Linked DNA regions of Macaca mulatta: region 1 is linked to region 2. A link is a contact called in public Hi-C data. All regions are on one chromosome and are shown on one strand. Each heading gives the region's core, a stretch centred on a gene start, on an enhancer-like site or on the middle of the called end of the contact. The rest is flanking DNA. Distances are from core to core; before and after follow the strand shown.

Region 1 (2,700 bases), core at 156-2,655, 66 kb before region 2:
CTCCTATATTTGAGACATCAGTCAAGCTGATATTCGAACATATAGGCAATAAAAATCAGATTAGAGAGGCTGCATAGGTATGTGGAAATCCACAAAATGCATGTGCATACAACCCTAATGTAAATAGTCACTGAAGGTATCCTGCAGGAAGTAATTTAAGATTGAACACATGAATAAGTAGCTGAAAAACGATGCAAATTTAAGCTGGGAAAGACAAAAGAATGATTAGTATTCATGTAGAAACCACGACATGTATACAAGTCAAAATATTTGAGGCATCACAAGGAGAACAGCAATTAGAGTACACATGAAGGAAGTTACAAATCTATGTCACAGCTAGATTTTTAAGAAATTATGTGGGGTTGAGGCTTAGCCCCTGCATTGGCAAAGAAAAAGTTATAGGTGATGAAAATAGACAACCTAAAGTCCAGGAAAAGTGTCCACACAAAATTTTAGTATTTTCAAGGTAGAAGCTTCTCTTGACTGAGTTGGACCTCCCTGTGAAAAATACGAAATCAGAAAACGAACTCTCCACCTAGAAAACGACGTTTCAGTACCAAGCATAGGTTCCTTTCACGCCTAAACCTCTACTTACTTGCATTGCAGAAGTACCTGCTACACTATAGTTTTGGGCATGAGGGACCCCTGTGCTCACAGCGCCATCTAGCATCAACAGAAAGAGGGGGCTGATGACAATAGAAAGGGGGGCTGATGGCAGTCTTAATATCAGGAGGGGAAAAAAAAAAACAAAACAGATGGCGGTCCAGCATCCAGGAACTGCTGTGTTCATTTGAGTAGGATTTTTCTTATATTCGTTTAAAAACTGAAACATAATTCATAATTGCTGCAGGGGCTAGGGGTGAAATTTAATTGGTAACTATTCCCAATAAAGACTCAGGGAATCCTGGCCAAGACCACTTTTCCTGTCATTTAACGCAAGGGTTGAAAGGTCGAAATGAATCCCATTACGCTAATTGATTTCATTTACAAACATGGATGTATAGGAGTGTGTTACTATGCACGGAATCATACTTCAGATGTGACTGTAAAACGAATTCACCTGACTTTGCAGTGTCCCATTAAACCCGGAACTGTGTGTTTCCATACACATTATTTGGCAGCACTACAGTTCATAAGATGAATGTAATTTCTTAGACTAAAGCCTTAACGGGTTATTATTCTTTCAAATGTTTTCTAATGTGATATAGATGTCGGGCGTATCCGCTCAAGTATACGTGGCGGGGCCGGGGTCCAGATCCCCCGTCGGAGCGAGCGGCGCCGCAGACCCCAGCTCCTCGGTTTTCACAGGGATGCCGGCAGGAACTGCGCCATTGTCCGGCGCAGCGAAAGAGCCCGCATTGCGCTGTGGGAAGGTCACATGACAGAGGGGGAAGACGGTGGCGGCAGGAGCCGATCCACTTCGCGCATGCGCGGCTCCGGTGGCGTGGACGACGCTGGTCTCCCCTCACTGTTTCCGTTTCCGGGCGAGTCTGTTCGGCTTATGGCGTTTGCCAGGAGTCTCTTATCCGCCGCTTGCGCCGCACAAAACCTTTAACCCGCGTTTTACCCGTAAAAATTTTCCTTTTCAGGCTTCTTATCATTGTTTTGGTTCTTGCTCCTGTATTAACTTTGTTTTTGTTTTTTTTTGTTTGTTTGTTTTTGTGATGGAGTCTCGCTGTGTCGCCCATGCTGGTGTGCGGTGGCACGATCTCGGCCCACTGCAAGCCCCGCTTCCCGGGTTCACGCCATTCTCCTGGCTCAGCCTCCCTAGTGGCTGGGACTACAGGCGCCCGACACCTCGCCCGGCTTTTTTTTTTTTTTTTTTTTTTTTTTTTTTTTAGTAGGGACGGCGTTTCACCATGTTAGGGTGGTCTCGATCTCCTGAACTCATGATCTGCCCGCCTCAGCCTCCCAAAGTGCTGGGATTACAGGCGTGAGCCACCGCGCCCGGCCGTATTAACTTTGTTTTAACCTAAGGTTTGTTTCTTTTTCCCAGAAAAATACCTTGGTGTTTCTGCAACACCCTCTTTTCATAAACTGCACAGACCATGATTTTATACCCTTTTTTTAAATGTTAGTAATTTTCTTTTTTTTATTTTTGCATTCGTCTGAAAAATTGAAGTATTTTTCAGTAATCCTGAAATACTGTCATTTTTTAAGGGATACTTCTTTAATCATGTTTGTATTTCCCCTGAGATTCTCGATTGACTCTCTTTTTATCTTTTCCAACTAAGTACCTGTCATACGAGAGGTATTGTGGGGGCTTCAAGGTAAAACTTTCTCCCAATGCCTTTATATACATTAAAAAATACCATTTTTTATTTAAACAAAAAGTTGTACGAGGGTGAAAGAAGTTTCTCAGCTATATGCTTTTCTCTGTATCCTGACTTTCCTTACTTCATCACTCTATCCATCACTTTACAACTGATCATTCAATCCCAAAATTGTTTTGCTAATCGATTTATTAAACTTGTGCCTTCCATTTGAAGAATCAGGGTTTACCCAAGGCCTGGTTTTTCCTGGGACACTGGGAGAACACAAGATCTGATTCCCAGTGCCAGAGAGATGGTCACATAGGAAGAAACAGGTCATGGGTCAGACAAGAGCCACAAGGGCATCTGCCGATGTAAACACATTTCCTGTTAGACGGACACTTGGTTATGAGTCAGACACTTAATGGCTTAGGGCGTTGGCCTCGTA
Region 2 (2,700 bases), core at 140-2,639:
AAAAAAAAATATGTGGGGTTGAGGCTCAAACCCTGTACAGGCAAAGAAAAAGTTGTAAGTGAGGAAAATGAGAGACAACATAAAGTCTGGGAAAAGCGTCCACAAACAATTTTAGTATTTTCAGGATAGAAGCTCCTCTTGATTGAGTCATACTTTCCTGTCAAAGATAGGAAGTCAGAAAAATCCTCTACCTAGAAAACTACATTTCAGCACCAAGCATAGGTTATTTTCATGCCTTAATCTCACCTTACCAGCATTTCACAATACCTGCTACACTGCGGTTGAGGAATAAGACTACTGTGCTCACAGCGCCATCTAGCATCAACAGAAAGGGAGGCCGATGGCAACCTTAATAACAGGGGCCCGGGAAAACAAAGGTGGGGCCCAGGAACTGGAAACTGTTACTTTCAGCAGGATTTTTCTTATATTTATTTAAAAACTAAAATATTGGCCGGGCACTGTGGCTCATGCCTGTAATTCCAACACTTTGGGAGGCCGCGGCGGGCAGATCACTGGAGGCCAGGAGTTCGAGACCAGCCTGGGTAACATGGTGAAACCCCGTCTCTACTAAAAATACAAAAATTGGTGGGCATGGTGGAGGGCGCCTGTAATCCCAGCTGCTCGGGAGGCTGAGGCAGGAGGATTGCTTGAACCCAAGAGGTGGAAGTTGCAGTGAGCCGAGATTGCGCCACTGCACTCCAGCCTGGGTGACAGAGACTCCACCTCAAAATAATAAAATTGCTGCAGGAGTCAGGAGTGAAATGCAATCCATAACCATTCCCAGTAAAGACTCAGCGAGTTCTGACCCATGCCCACTTTTCCTGTCGTTTAACGCAAGGGGTAAAGGTCAAAGTGAATCCCATTACGATAATTGATTTACAAATACGGATGTATAGTAGTGTGTTACCCTGAGCGCAATCATACTTTGGATGCAACTGTAAAATGACTTAAGCTGACTTTGCAGTGTTGCAGTGCAGTGTCACATTAAACCCCAAGCTGTCTGTGATTCCCTACACATCACTCTCCAGGAGCATTAGAGTTCAGAAGATTAATTTCTTAGACGAAAGCCTTGAAGGGTTATTATTCCATAAAACGTTTTCCAATCTGATTAAGAAGTTAGGTGCATTCGCTCAAGTTTCCGTGGCAGGGCCGGCACTCCTGGTCTCCCGCGATTCTGAGCGGTGCCTCACAGTCTAGCTCCTCCAACCTCACAGGGCGGCCCGCAGGATATGCGCCATTGTCCGGCGCTGCCAACCAGCTCGCGGTGCGCTGTGGGAAGATTACAAGACGGAGGGGGAGGGCGGCTGCCTGCAGGGGGCAGATCCGCAGGATATGCGCCATTGTTCGGCGCGGCCAACAAGCTCGCGGTGCAGTGTGGGAAGATTACGTGAGGGAGGGGGAGGAAGGCTGCCTGCAGGCGCAGATCCTGTTTGCGCCTGCGCGGGACGGCAGGATTTGGTGGTGTCCTTTCCCCCTGCTATTTCCGTTTCCGCGCATCCCGCGGATCTGTTCGGCTTATGGCGCCGGCCGGGAGTCTCTTATCAGCCGCGTATACCGCGGAAACTTTAATCTGAGTTTTACCCGTAGAAATGTTCCTCTTTAGGTTTCGTATCATTGTCTTGGTTCTTAATCCTGTATTAACTTTGTTTTAATCTAAGGTTTCTCTTTCCCGAAAACTTTGGTGTTTCTTTACAACCTCTTTTTAAAGTTAAACCTTGCATGAACCATGATTTTATATTCTTCCTTTTTAGTATTAATAACTTCAATGTCTTTTTTTGCATTTGTCTGAAAATCTGAAATATTTTTCAGTTGACTGAATATTGTTTTCTAAATATCGGAGACTACTTGTGTATTGGCCTTAAGAGTCTCTATTTATTTTTAACTTTTCCACCAACATACCTTTAATATGAAAGGTCTTGTAGGGCTTCAAGGTCAACCTTTCCCCACAGTCTCTATTTTCACTATAAAATACCGTGTTTCAAAACAAACAAACAGAAAAAAAAAAAGTACAAGGTTGAAAGAAGTTTCTCTACTACTTTTTAAAACAGTGGCTAGGTCGTGCTTTTCTGTGTATCCTGACTTCCCTTATTTCATCACCTCATCCATCACTTTACAACTGATCATGCAATCACAAAATTATTTTACTAATCAGATTATTAAATGTGTGCCTTCCGTTTGAAGAAACAAGGTCTACCCAAGGCTTAGTTTTCCCTAGGACACTGGGAGAATAGAAGATCTGGTTTACAGTGCCACAGTGGTGATCACACAGGAATAAACGGGACACAGGTCAAACAATCCAGAAAGACATCTGCCAGTATATGTTTCCTGTGAGATGGACACCTGGTCCCAGGTCAGACACAGGTGTTAGAGCATCAGCTAGGTAAAAGAAGTAACCCGTAGGAGACACACTGTAAACACCTATGTCCAGCTCCCCTTCATTTCCCATTATTGGAGGGCTGCTAGCCGCTCTGTTACTAGGACCCAGATTTAGCTGGGGCCTCTCAGAACAGGTCAGAATTGATCTATGCACAGTACCTGTCGGAGTCTGGATGAGGGCCATCCACTGAAAGTTAGTGAATCAAAGATTTAAGATGGATCTAAATGGAAATAGATCTCTGTCAAATGACTATACACGTAATTACCTTATTTTATACTTACTGAAAAAATCCTATAATTATAAAGGCATAGGATTTACTTGTC

Evidence for each region. A called contact is a pair of places that touch in the nucleus more often than the background predicts.
Region 1: a contact with region 2 is called in a Hi-C map of fetal cortex germinal zone, with 3 times the contacts expected there. The contact joins two enhancer-like sites. A contact is called at or near these places in 2 of 14 Hi-C or Micro-C datasets (cortical neurons and fetal cortex germinal zone).

What each region holds. Positions count from the first base shown.
Region 1 is chr7:5,191,461-5,194,160 of T2T-MMU8v2.0, reverse strand. No RefSeq gene overlaps it. Among named protein-coding and RNA genes, the nearest start is that of NPAP1, 49 kb to the left of the region's middle. Within about 2 kb of position 1,405, at least 11 of the 40 cell types and tissues checked have an H3K27ac peak or open chromatin away from gene starts, as enhancers often do. A contact at or near this core is called in fetal cortex germinal zone, where this site is marked.
Region 2 is chr7:5,125,755-5,128,454 of T2T-MMU8v2.0, reverse strand. No RefSeq gene overlaps it. Among named protein-coding and RNA genes, the nearest start is that of SNRPN, 100 kb to the right of the region's middle. Within about 2 kb of position 1,389, at least 11 of the 40 cell types and tissues checked have an H3K27ac peak or open chromatin away from gene starts, as enhancers often do. A contact at or near this core is called in fetal cortex germinal zone, where this site is marked.